2 separate regions of the Lactuca sativa genome follow, and region 2 is linked to region 1. A link is a contact called in public Hi-C data. All regions are on one chromosome and are shown on one strand. The core of a region is the stretch at or near the end of the contact, and the rest is flanking DNA. Distances in the headings are between cores, read along the strand shown.

The links. A called contact is a pair of places that touch in the nucleus more often than the background predicts.
Region 2: a Hi-C map of leaf shows a contact between it and region 1, with 7 times the contacts expected there. The contact joins the promoter of LOC111911828 here to the promoter of LOC111911847 in region 1. A contact is called at or near these places in 2 of 4 Hi-C or Micro-C datasets (both in leaf).

The regions. Positions count from the first base shown.
Region 1 is chr1:9,810,600-9,817,860 of Lsat_Salinas_v11, forward strand. It overlaps LOC111911847 (sucrose transport protein), which reads right to left and starts at 2,487. Exons shown (of 4, transcript XM_023907593.3): 1 at 1,054-2,487; 2 at 366-429; 3 at 229-272. The coding sequence starts at 2,313.
Region 2 is chr1:10,445,796-10,453,056 of Lsat_Salinas_v11, forward strand. It overlaps LOC111911828, which reads right to left and starts at 2,551. Exons shown (of 6, transcript XM_042897799.1): 1 at 2,406-2,551; 2 at 1,549-1,704; 3 at 1,000-1,080; 4 at 786-911; 5 at 229-327. The coding sequence starts at 2,514. LOC122195805 (a long non-coding RNA gene) reads left to right here and starts at 6,453. Exons shown (of 3, transcript XR_006186621.2): 1 at 6,453-7,261. LOC111912018 (a long non-coding RNA gene) reads right to left here. Exons shown (of 3, transcript XR_002857039.3): 3 at 7,193-7,261.

The DNA of each region.
Region 1 (7,261 bases), core at 1,237-3,736:
AGACTACAAGTCTAAAGAATACTTGTGTCGTCATGCCACAAATTAAGAAACAGTGGGGGCCCATTTTTGTTTTCAAATGCCAAATTCCACACAAGCTTCCAATTTTGACTTTTTGTACCAAAACTTAAAACTCATAATTTATGTAATGAAAACCCCCTATTTTGTTTTATAAAAAGATATTTGCAAAACATAATATTAATTGTTATTATTGATATAAGAAAAATGTACCTGAGGAATCACGATTGCAAGATTTAGAACACCAAGTGACAGACCTGTGAAATTAGAATAAATTATAATTAAAGAAACTACAAGAATGTTTTTTGTTTTTAATTTAGTAATTACAAGACAATTTTATTTTAATTTACCTTGTCCAGCTCCGGAGTCGTTAGAAAATATCGAGGCTAGAGCGCAAGGGACACTAAAAGTCACCTGGAAGCATACCATAAATTAACAAAAATGAGATCGAGCTTTAACTTTATTTAAGTAATAATTTAACAAAATATTAATAAATTTTACTATGAACATGTCAAGAATCTTTGTATTTATTACGCAATTAAATGTGTTTTTCAAATGGTCAAATATATTAATTGATTTGCATTTAGTGTTTAAGAGTTGCAAAGATTCATGATATCATTAATCAAAAAATATATTGATAATAATCGATTAAATGTAAGACAATTACCATCTTAAATTCTCTTCTTGATAAGAATATAATCAAATTCCATATATACTTTATAAAGAATATATTCGGTTAATAAGGTAGTATTCCTATCCATTTCCTTTTAAACTATTATTATCCTTCAAAAAAAAATTATTCCACACAAAAACATATATATTGCAACCCAAAAATGTTTATACCTGAGCTATTTTATATTCTTTTACATTTAAAAATTGGTATTTAATTATTTATTATGATGCAACTTTAAAAGAAAAACAATAAAAGCATGTATATTATAAATATGGAGAAAGTATTAATTTCCTAATAATATTTAATATAAAAAAAATTATATGTGAATTTGATGCAAGTAGTTGTAAAGGTAAGAATTTACTCACAGCGAGTGGGGCACCGAGGACGGCGAAAATCGACAGAGCTCCGCCTTTGATCCCGGCGTTAGGTGGCAGAGGAGTGGTGGTCCCATCTGGCAACGTCGTGAACTGCCTTTCAGACTCCGCCATCTTCGTCACCAGAACAGTCATCGCCAAACAAACAGCAAGAAGGAAGTTAACGCCACCCCACAACCGCTTCACACCACCTACCCAACGAGCCAAGTGCTCGATGCACAGAGAAGAGAGACCTGACACGACTGAGTTAATCAACAAACCCAAAGCTCCGGCACGGACACCACGGTTGTACATCTGCCCAGCCGGTCCAGTACCCACCTCACCACCGTACACCTCCTTACCCATCCAGTCGGTGTCGAAAAGAAAAAATGGAAACCATGCAACCCAGTTTAAGCATGTCACCATCAACAAGATCCACATCGGCCTAGACATTTCTTTCAATGCTCCGAGCATTTCTCCAAAGAAAACCATTTGTTTCCCGTTGGATTTATCGACGGCTTCCGGTACGAAAACATCCTCCGACACCGTCGCTAGAGCCAACACCGTTATGCTCACCAACAGTGCGATGGAGATGAAGAAACAGGTTTTCAAATTTGCACAGTAGACGTCGCATGCAGCGGTTTTTGTAAAGGGGACGATCTGGTAGAGGTGGGTGTAAGAACCGGCGGCATAACCGAGTACGTTTCCGACACCCATGAAGAAAGCAAACATGGCATTTCCGGTACGGATCTTGCTAGAATTCGACCCGGATAAGTCAGCCAACAACGCCCGGCATGGTCCTTGAAGCGTGTTATTTGCAACATCAAGAATCCAGAAACCGACGACAAAAATGGCTACGGCGCGGGGCTTCGTCGGTGCACCGAGTTTGTCTCCGGCGGAGACACCAATGTCGGCAGCGTAACCGATAAGGAAAACGGCGATGGCGACAAGCAAAGCTCCTCCGGCAATAAAGGGACGGCGGCGACCAAAGCGAGAGGTGCATCGATCGCTGTAATAACCGACGACCGGCTGAACAATCATACCGGAGATTGGACCACAGAGCCAGATGAAAGATGACCAGGCGTGCGGAACACCAAGGAGTTGGACGTAAGGGGTGAGGAGGGAGAGTTGGAGGGCCCATCCGAACTGGACACCGGCGGCGATGGCAGACACCATGATTAATTGCCATATCGGCCTTTGTGGTGATTCATGGTGCTGCATTTCCAGCGGAGCCCGTGGTGGTTGTTTATCATCTTTTGTGGATGACACCATGTTCTGAAAATCAAGATGAGGATGAAAATGGAGTTAAAGAGAGAGCGGATATGTGAGAATTAAATGGAGATGAAGGATGGTATTTATAAGCTTTTTGGCGGCTTCAAGAATGATGAGATGGCTTGGGCTGGCACTTGGCAGTGAGCCTTTTAGTTTTGGATAATATTTTCTAAATTACTATCTATCAATATTTATAACTACAAATAAATAAATTTAACGGATTCAAATTACTTTCTAATTCAGAATACTACGGACTACCAGTAGTGACGTATTATCAACCAAACTTGACTCTCAAACATACACATCTCCTCTTCATTGACGCTAGACCCGCTCTCTCTCACACACAGCCACACACACACATGTACATAAATAGTATATAACTACTATATCCTAAAACTAATTATTAATTTTTTAAAAAAATTAATAAAAATTTCATTTGTGTATTTAATTAGCGCAATTATGACATCATTTTATATATGGTTGGACGGTTTTATTTAAGGTAAGGTTGGTCGTATGGTCGGTGAAGCAACGGAAATGAAGCATGAGCCGTGAAGATTGAGTCATGAGTGATTAGATTTCACCTGGCGCCCAGCAGTACATAATAAAACACCGAGTGAAAAGATTTTTCACATTTATTTGTCATATTGTTTAATAAATACACAAAATATTTAAAATGATTTTAATTAAAGTAATACCAAAAATGTTTTAGACTATAACGAATCTTTTACCAATATATTTATGAAATTGTTAAAATTGTCCATTTATGTTTGGTAACATACTTTAATTTATCCACAAACTTATTATCTATAGTTATAAAATATAAATATATTATCAATAAACTACTATCTTCGGTAATTAATTCAAAGTTTAAATATAATCATTCATGTCCCTTTTCTCTTTTATTCAAAAGTTATAATATAACTAAGCCGTGTCATTGACTCATTGCTTATCCAAATTTTATCAAATGTTTACTTCAATTTAAAAATAAAATAATCTTTGAGTCGTATCATAATAATTAACAATTTTGCAATACGTGAATAATAATTTTAGAGCTAACTTATAAAAAATCCAATATATTTTTATCTAATTTTTTTAAAAACCATTATATTTTTTTTAGTACGCTAAAATCCCTATATCTTTTTGAAAGTCTAATTCAAAGCTTTCTAGTATGAAAAACCTAACATATGTCCATTCAACCATTAAAAAACAATTATATTAGTTTTTTAGTGTTTTAAAACCCTATATTCTCAAAAAAAAAAAATTATAATCAAAGATATTGTAACGAACGAACCTTTAAATATCTGAATCAATTAATATCTATGATTATCTAGATTTATCAGGCTCAACGCCTTAAATTAGACAAAAATTTTTAAAAATATAAGAATTTTAACGTATTAAAATATTATAGTGGTTTTTTTACTCTATTAAGTTGTACTTGTAATCTCTGTTTAAGAACCTCGTGAATAAAGAATACTCTTCTCCTTCTCGCAGACATAGATCACTTTGACCAAACCATATAAATATTGTGTCATTGTGTGTTTTTAGTTTGGTATGTTATAAGAAGGGTTATCAGATCTTGGCATGAAAGTTAGTATTGATCGGATACACTTCAAGTAAAAAAACAAAGAACAAGCAAATTACCTTAAACAAACAAGGAACTAAAAAAGTAAAGAACACTAGATATTTAACAAAATTGTCTTTCACCAAGAAATGGTTTGTTTTCACAAAGAAAACAGGTTGTCACAAAGATGGTAACCAATATGTTAACGTTAGGGTTTTACCCAAATGTTGTATATATATATATATATATATATATATATATATATATATATATATATATATACTAATTTATATTAGTATATCCCTTGATAGAAGAGATTGTATCTAATATATACTAAGAATTGATCCTTATCACAAGGTTATCAGATCTGCTATCTATTCTACATATATCCGTATAATTACCTAATATACGAATATTACATTAGATTCTATAATCGAACGTTGATGTTGATCTTCATGTTGATGCTGATAATATCTTGAGATGTTGGCACTAGCAGTCAGCATATAAAGTATTTGACTCATCAGATCATAAGGGGGGGACCTTACAATCTCGCCCTATCTGATTATGTCAAAAACTAATCTTCTTTAAAGGAGTCATCAAAAGAACCTTGTAGAACTTATCTGCTTCTTTCAAGATTTCAAGCATTACCCACGTGAATTCATCAATTTTGAGTTATTCCAATCTTTTGATGAGCTTAATAGAAATCAACACATGGTATCCTCTTTTAAATTCTATATATAAGTCCTTCCATACGAAGATGAAATAAGTGCTCAGTGGGTGCAGCAGGAAGATCATCAATGCATTGAAAGCACATATGATTTTGACTATTTAGGAGCGCATGTTCTTCCTGAAGTGGATGGTCTAGGAGGACTAGTTGATGGCACAAGATTCAACTTCTTTACTTTGTTGAGAAGTTGATGAATTGCTAACTTTACCTCCCGAGCATGAATATCTTTATGTTTGTCGATAAGTTCCCGAATTTGTATCCACTGGTTGCAGCCAAATTTGACCAGCTCACGAGCGTATATAACCTGAGTGTATTCATACTCAGTCTTCGTTTTTACCAAGAGAAGCTTCAGTGACTCATTCCTTGGTTTAGTGCACCTTACCCCAAAAATAGGATCAGGCTTTGATACATGAGCCAGAACATCTCCAAATTTCTTTCTGTTGTAATTGTCATTAAGCTTTGAAACCCTGTGTTGTTTGTCCACACTATTATTGAATAGTTGAATTTTCTTGATTTGATCAAAACTACTTTGAACATCAACACTTTCATCAGAAGAAGCAAGACCATGATCAAATTTAAGATTCTTTTCTAGCTTGAATGGCAGCATTGTTCTCTATCATAATCTCTCTGAATTCCTCAATAGTTATATCCTTTTTTAGCTAAAACATGTAGATCAACAGTAAGATTACTTTTCTTGGAAGGAGGAGGTGCTAAAGTGTGACAGCTGTCAAATTCTGGTCAAGTCAAAGTCAACAAAATTCATTGGGTCAAACCGATACACTCCTTTAGTGCTTGTATGATAGGGTAAATTCTATGTTTCTAACGTACAACTTTCTATCATAATACAAAGTACCACTCAGAAGTTTCAAATGTTCAGAAATTCCAAAACCTAACTAGGGTGAGTGATGTAATGACTCTCTAAAGCACTATTAAATACCCTTCGGGGGTGTAAACCACTCTGAATAAGGCATAATAGGGTTTACGAACCTTTCCTTATGATGCCAAACACTAATGAAGGCCCCCGGCAAATCCTCTCTCAATCTCTCTCGCTCTATCTCCCTCTCTCCTAAATCTCTCCCAAATATCTCTCAAAACTTTTTCATAAACACCGATATCATCCTAACCATTCCTACGTTGAAAACAGGCAAAACGGAAAGTGAAAACCCAAAAGAACAAGCTCATTTTGGAATACACTATTCATTTCTGGAACACTTCTTACTCCGGAGCTTCGGATTAGCCCTGGAATTTCCTTCTGACTCGGAACTTCCCCTTGAGCTTTAGAACTTCTCCTAGACCAGATAGTTTCACATGGACCGGACAGATCCACTCTGGAAGGTTTTGCTCCTGAACCTCCTGACGATCTGGACTCCTTCGCATCTCGGAAGACCAGCCTGCTCCGGACCCCACTCCTTCGCGCCTTTTGACTCCGGATTGTGCTGATTCGACTCCGGAACATGAAGGCCAACTTCGGAACTCGTATTTTGGTTTCGAAAGTGGTTTCTTGACTCTGAAACCCACGCAAGTCCGAACACCATTTCGGATTTTTGACCATTTCAGACCTCTTAGCAATTTTAGGAGTTTTTAACGCCAGAAACTTCCTCAAAACTCGCATTTTCTTGACCTAAACCCTCTAAACTCCTACTTCATGCCAAACATGAAGAGTTAGATCACATCTTTTATGAATAATGTCTAAGACTCATTATTTTATTTGTAAAGTAATCACCCACTTTATGTCACTATTTTCACCTTACCTAGTCAAATCATTGTCCTTTTTCTACTCATAACCACACTCCATCAGATTGACTTAACCAAATCCACCCAAGAGATCTTATTCTCAACATTACCAAAGAGATCTTATTCTCAACAATTCCCAAGTGTCTCACTTATCTTCATCCAAAGACAAACATTTTCTCCCACTGTTGCTCTTTTCTTCTCTCTGCAACTCAAAACTCCCAAGAAGTCACGAATTCTCCCCTCACTTTTGGTAAGTTCTTCATCATTACTCTTAAACATACTACATTACTTCACTCATAACATGGATTTCTTATACAAATATCATCATATTTGTTCTTAGGATCTTCAAATCCTTAAGCATTCTCCAAGTGTTCTTGACTTGGAAACCCCTTTCTCCAACCATCCATCTCATAGAATCACTCAAGGTGAGTTCATACCCCACCTTTTCATGTTTTCTTCTAGTTTTATGGGGGAGAATACAAGTTACAACCTCAAAACATGCTTAAACTCAAAATATAGCTTTCAACAGAAATTTTTTTATCATTATATTGTAATCAATTTTGAAACATGTAATTCATTATATTGTAATCAATTTTGAAACATGTAATTCATGAAATCATGTAACTTTCTCGATTATATTTATGATGGTTGTATTTACTTTGATCACTATTGTACTCACTGTTGTGATACTATACATGAAGTCCTCCAACCTCGGACATTTCCCCCATCCTAGGTCTGGGGGTGTGACGGATTGGTATCAGAACATTGTGTATAGTGAACTAAGTATATCGAACCACATAAGATATATCAACTATAAACACATTGGGACTAAATTTCTCTGAGTAAACATTTTCATACGTTTTAAAAATAAACCGGTATTTTTATGAAAAGTATAGGTACATGCATGCATGATGGTATAGTGTAAC
Region 2 (7,261 bases), core at 1,301-3,800, 640 kb after region 1:
AAAGAAAAAAAAAACACATTAATTTTAATAATTCAATATTTTTAAATTTTCTTATAAATTCAAACTTTTGAATGTTTAGAATTTCATATTTAATTATTTTTAAATGAACCCAAGTAATACATGAGTTTTACACTTAGTATTCTATAATAATAGTTGGTTTGACATTAAAATTTGGGAAGTTATTAAATAAATCCGAATGCATATGGTAATTAATGGATACAGTCATACCTTGATTTGAACGATCATCTGACAAACTTGGAGGGGGAGCAGGGGGTGATTTGTTCCCAAATCCAAGTCCAAGGTCCTTACAGTCCATTCCGAGTGAACCTAACCAAAAAAAAAACAAGAATTCGGTTACACACTACTACATTTGTTCAATTGGACAAAAATCATAATTTTTTGTTCCACCCAAAAAGGTGGGACACGGACTCACTTTCGATCTCATGTCTATGCAAAAGACATGAATGGCCTCCTAATCCTCATCAACGAAAATATCCCTAGAAATCTTGTCCAGTCTCTTGTAACAAATGCAACCTAAGGTTGTCTTTGTTGCATTCGACATAATTGGACTGGACAAAGACAGTTTTTAGGGTTATTTTTGGGGACGAGGATTAGGAGGGCATTCACGTCTTTTTGTACAGACACGATATCGAGAGCGAATCACTATCCCATCTTTATTTCGTCAGAAAAAAATTTACAATTTGTGTCTCATTGACATCAGTCTCAGTTCTAGTCCAATGCACACAAAATACTGTATTGTTTTCAGGAGTAGAATGTGGACTTACATTCTTTAAAGCAAGGAGAAAAGGTTAAGTTGAGAAGATTATGATAACCCTCGTCACATTCGCATTTATGGGTGAAGAGAGATGTTGTCTCACATTTTCCTCCTCCACAATCGGTCCACCTACACACTAGAAAAACAAGCACCAATCACAATACATATAAACCAAAAGTCTAAATGGGTAAACAGAACTTTATAAAGTTTTAATGGTTGTGTACCATCAAAGATTGATTCATTTCCTCGGTTCTCCTTTTCTTGCACAGGAGATGGAGCTTTCGAACATGAATAATTCATTGTGCCTGAAATATGTATTACCAGTCACATACAAATTGTAAAATTTTATTGACCAAAAGAAATATAATCAAGGGGTATATGGTAACAGCTAAATACATAGTTCAATACAATGACAAAATATGGGACCACTCGGATTAAAATCAAATAGCATTAATAACTTTTAATGGTGTAATGACTTTTACTTCTATTTTTTTTATTTTATGATATCCATTTATATTTTTATCTTGATATATTTTATCTCTTACAAAATTGTAAAAATCATCTCTAAATTACTGCCCACCCATTTATTCTGTGTTTTTAGGTAATATTTTTCTTATCACATATTCCTACACTCACGTGTATTGTGACAGTTAAGCAATATATGAGAGAGAGAGAGAGAGAGAGAGAGAGAGAGAGAGAGAGAGAGAGATGGGGTGATTCTTATTTTACGTTTACAAAATTAAAGAACATAATTCAAGAAGTTTTAGACTTACAATTTGGGATGACACAAGGGAGAAATTTCAAAGAGTTGTCATCATCAGTAACAGCCATTTGCTTCCACCCAGGTGAGCATTCACATTCAAATGGGATAGTGCTGTTACCCGAAGGCTTGCAGGTTCCCTGACCACATTTCACATCATTGCATGCATCTTCTGTGAAAATTTACATCCAAAAAAGATGAAAAACTTAAGAGCTTTTTCAAGTAAATCCTAAATTTCACCAAAAAAACATGGATATAAATCCTAAATCCTTCATGAAAAAGAATATAGCTAGGCAGCATGTCATGGTTTTGCAATTGCATATCTCTACAAAAAGAATTATCAATAGCATACTTGGAATCCTTATATGAATTACATCGCTTTGTCCACTTTTCATATAAGATACAAATTAAATTCAAAACTGAAGTAGTTTAATGAATCAATACATGAAAAGAAGCTCATCTACTTGTGAACTAAAGCATTAAACTTCAACTATTGGCCATTTAGATTGTTAGATAACACCTCAACTGAACACAAAAAAGATGTAATTGATATAGTCGCAGGAATCAAGGTTCTAATACCCCAAATCCTATTTTATTTTTAGTTAATTAAGAGATTAGAGATTTTGGGAAGTAGGTCAAGTTTGAGAGCCAAAAGGTGATAATACATAAATATTTTTATGTAAATAGCTTCAAGAGCTTACTGACGTTATAAATGTTTCAATTCAAAATAAACTAATTATCATCAATATCTTAGGGTTAAGACATTTCGAGTATGAAATTAGAAAAACAGAAAGAACAAATGAAGCATATAATTTATTCCGCACAATATAAAAAAACCCTGAAATTTGAAAGGTTTTAATTAGTACAAACCAAAGATCGGAGAGAGAAGCGGAGCAAGAATATCGCCGACGCTTGTGGCGATACACCATGGCTGCAAAATAAGAAAGATGCAAAGGAAAGTAGCGATTGAAACAATCATTTTCAAAATTGTAACAAAAACTTTGATGGAGAAGAAGAATTACTTGAAGAGAAGCTCAGGCAGTTGGGTGCAATTAATAGATTGCTGTTGGAAGTCGTTGAAGTTGGACTTTGAATTCAGTTAGCGGCTATCGCCATTATTACCGATATTAGATGGTTGGATTATTTCATATTACCAACGAAAGATACAAGTAAATATGACATGACGTCATTTCTTAACCATCACATAAATGGATATTTACCATTTACTTATTAATACAATTTATATAAATAAAATTTAATTTAGGTTACAAAATACTTTTTTTGTTTAAATATTTATTATTAAAAGAAAATTTAGTTTTCAGATTTTAAAATGAAATAGATAGTTTCATATGTATTAAAACAAATGCTCATCAACGGACATACAACGAAAAATCCAAAGTAAAATAGTCATGCATCTTTTCAACAAAAGGAATGCGCTATTATTTGTAAATTTGAAAGTAATTAATGAAATGCGGAGATATTATGGGTATGTTGGCAGCCAGTTTTGAGAATTTTTATTATAAGGTTTTACCTTTTAATTAAAAAAATAAATAAATAAATAAATAAATAAAACGTAAAATTAAATAAAAAATTTAGCTTTTAGCTTCAAATAGTTTTTGAGAGTTATATTCCATTTAGTTTTGTCAAACACATCCTTACTTATTTCTTCATAATCATTACAAATATATTCTACATATATTTCACAACTACACTCTTCATTTCGACATGTCACATACATCTTGATTCAATGTTAATTAAGTAACTGCTTTATTAAATATAAAAAAAGATGTTACCAAACTTCCTTTGATAGTTAGGTATTATTTATAGCGTTTTTTGTAAATCCATAACACTTAATACATGTGTGTCAAATGGAGATTCATGGTTTATTTAAAATATTGTTACAATAAACGCGTGGTTCATTTAATAAATTGGTATAACAAATGCATGGCTTATTTAATAAATATATACCTAGCAACCAATGTATACATAAGAGAAAATTTATGAATCGAATAACTAATTGATTTGGTAGATAATTTGATTCCAGTCAATAACGACGTTATATGTGAATTCTTAGGAATACTGCCGAAAACAAAAATGTAAACTAAGGAGGCTCAAAGCATTTACTAATATTATAAATAATACAATACTACTAGTAAATGCTTTGAACCTCCTTAGATATCTTTTTTTTTTGACTTTCAATATTAGTAAATGCTTTGAACCTCCTTAGTATTATAAATAACACAATACTAGTAAATGCTTATTTATAATACTAGTAAACGTTTTGAACCTCCTTAGCTTACATTTTTGTTTTCGGAAGTATTCCCAATAATTCACATATAACCTCGTCATTGACCAGAATCAAACTATCTACCAAATCAATTAGTTATCCTATTCATAAATTTTCTCTTATTGTGTATCGTTTTGGCAAGCATGGCCTAATGCTAAACCAACATCTTCTTATAGAGTTTTCTTGATCCATATTTACATTAAAATGTCATAAGACGTGAGGCCTATATAGGTTTGATATTAAATATCACTTCTTAAATAACTACCATCTCTATCAAGATATTCAAAGTTAATTCAAAATATATCAAAGAAAAAAATTAATAATATTGTGTTCAAATTGGTAAAAAGATTGATGATGATGAGTAACATTCTCAAATTATAATGTTCGAACATTAAATTAATATTGAAAATTACGCATAAATATTCATTTAGATATCGTTTTTTTTTTTTTTTTGACTTTCAATGGACCATACCCTTCATTGCTCATTTAATTATCAACGCATAATGAGTGAGATGACAAACGGGTAATAAGCTGCGTCATTAAACCTTTTTGTATGGTAAAGCTAATTCTTTTAAAGACTACATCCGAAGATCTAGGGGATATAAGATTACTATAGATGATCTGTTGTACTCTATTAAGAAGTTGTACCGCATCCGTTGTACTCTATTAAGAAGCCTTTTTGATATCGTTTCAATTGAAATGAAACTAAATGTAACACCCAGGATTTTGAAAGCCAAGAAAGTAAAGGAAACCCTAAATTTAAGAGGGACTCGACGAGTCCAAGGAAGGACTCGGCGAGTCGGAGCGGGATCCGGGTCGATAAGAAAGTGACCAACTCGACGAGTCGGCCAAGTGGACTCGGCGAGTCTGGTCTGTGCGAGGAAAACCCTAAATCCGGGGCTTGGAGCCTATTTAAGCATCTCAATCTTCTTCCTAGGGCTCCTTTACAGCCTCTCACACCTAGAACGCCGCACCTTAAGCCTCCATTGTGTTCATTCAAGCTTTTAACCATTTTTGAGTGGTTTTAAGGAAGAAGAAGGAGTGGGAATCTTTGAAGCATCAAGGAGTGGTCTTGGATCCGAAGTTTGGGGAGCATTTTAGAGCATTGGAAGGTATTAAGTCGTTTCTCTCCTCCAGATTTTCCTTGGTTATGAGTTTTGGGGCTTTTAAGCCATGTTTAAGACCAATCTTGAGCTTGAGGTCCAGATCTGAGGTTGCTACCTCAGATCCATGCTTGTTTTGGTATGGAATCCCATAAAGTATCAGCCATTGGGTGGAAATTGGAGTCTCTTGGTCCTAAACCCTAGCTATGGGTGTATTTTGCCTAGATCTCCCTCTCTACACGTAAAGTTTGCAACTTTACGTGGGAAATAGCCTTGGGGAGGGTAGATCTACAGTTTGGAGCTCATGCATGACTCGGAAGTCCTCTGCATGTAAGTGGATCTTAGTGGACTCGACGAGTCCTTCGAGTGGACTCGGCGAGTAAATTGAAGATGAGGAGGAACTCGACGAGTGGGATGAGCAGCTCGTCGAGTCGGATGAAGATAGGCATGAACTCGGCGAGTTGGATGAACAACTCGGCGAGTTGGATGAAGATTGCCGTGTGCTCGGCGAGTCTGTTCTTAGACTTGGCGAGTCAGGTCGAGTGGTCCCAAACCCTTCGAGTTAAGACTCGAGTCAGCGAGTCGAGCCATGACTCAGTGAGTTGGACAGGATAGGAATCGGGAATCAGTAGACTCGGCGAGTCAGGGGCTGACTCGGCGAGTAGAGTCGCGAGTGGAAGGACTCTGGACTTATGAACTCGGCGAGTCAGTAGGGTGACTCGGCGAGTAGGGTTGACCTGGAAGGTTAACTTTGACCAGGACATTGACTTTGACCAGAGTTGACTTGGTTGACCTTTGGAGGTCAGTTAGACTAAGTGTGAGGTTGTTATTGGTAGCTCGGGGAGCTAGCGGAGCAGCAGTTCGGAGTTAGCGGTCAGGTAGCGGTCAAAGGGGTTAGCAGCAGCAGTTCAGCAGTATCAGGTGAGTTTCCCTTTGTATGAATGGGTCTACGGCCACAATGCCGGCCCATGTAGTTATGAGTAGAAGACCCGGGGGTTAGCCCTAGGCACAGTATGCTAGTATGATATTTGGACGAGGTCCAATGACAGAGGGCGGGTGCCCAAGGAGCGGTTTATGTGATAGTTTATACTTGTTGTTTGTGTGATACTTGTATGTGCCTGGTAGGGAGGTGAGTGAGGGCGAGGTCCCGTATCTCACCAATAGCAGAGTGTGGATGGTGTTCCACATCTCAGTAGCAGCAGAGCAGGGGCGAGGCCTAAGTTAGGAAAGGAGTGAGGGTGGGTTGGGCCCGTACCTCACTATCAGCAGGAGTATGGACGAGGTTCCATGACTCATCAGTAGCAGGACTCGGGCGGGGCCTAGAGATAGGCGAGGCCTTAGAGTAAGAGCTGTTAGTATATGTTTAGCTTATGTAATGTTATGTGATATTATATGTTAGTGGGCGAGGCCTAAGTGAAACAGATCTGTATCCGAGCGGGGCTCGAAGCCAGGCGGGGCCTGGAGCGGCGGGGTCGTTATAGCGGGCGAGGCCCGAAGTAGAGGGCGAGGCCCAGGATAGCGGGCGTGGCCCAGTATGTGTTGTATGTGATTTTGCATGGTATGTGGTAAGGTGGGGAACTCACTAAGCTTTGTGCTTACGGTTTTCAGTTTTGCTTTCAGGTACTTCCGGTAGCGGAGGGAGGAGCTCGGGGTGATCGCATGGCACACACCATAGAGTAGTCAGCCTGGGAATGTTTACTCTGATAATAAACATGTGTTTTGGAAACTTATACTCAGATTATGTTTTGGAATGATGTTTTGTTTAAAGTAATGTTTTATTAAAAAGAAATTTTTGGTCTTAAATTTTGGGATGTTTCACTAAAAATGACAAACAAAATATAGTTTCGATATATATTGTGTAAATGTACAAAATGTGTTTCTAAATTTATTAGGTATTTAATGCATGTAAAGGTTTCATAAGTTGATACTAAAATTCTTATTGCATGGCAATGACCTAATCGGGATCCCCTAAAGCTTAATTCACAGTTTTAGGTTCTATGAATAAAAGAAAGGAATCAAAGCACAAAGGATACGGATTTCGGATCCAATGATTCTTTGGTTTCGGTTTCATATAATTTGGTCTAAGAAATGTCTTCTCATGGGTCACTACTACATAACCAAAAATAAACTACGGCACATATAATATGGGTTATAGAGTAATTCGTATTATATAATATTAGATGGCTTAGAAAAGATTTAGTATACGGTTTTATGAGAAAAACAACTGTACTCTATGTGGTGTAGTACATGAAAAGGGAAATAGAATACGCTGGAACATGCTTTGTCATTTATAGCTGTATTTTATATATAACCTGATAAATACTCTTATATTTAAA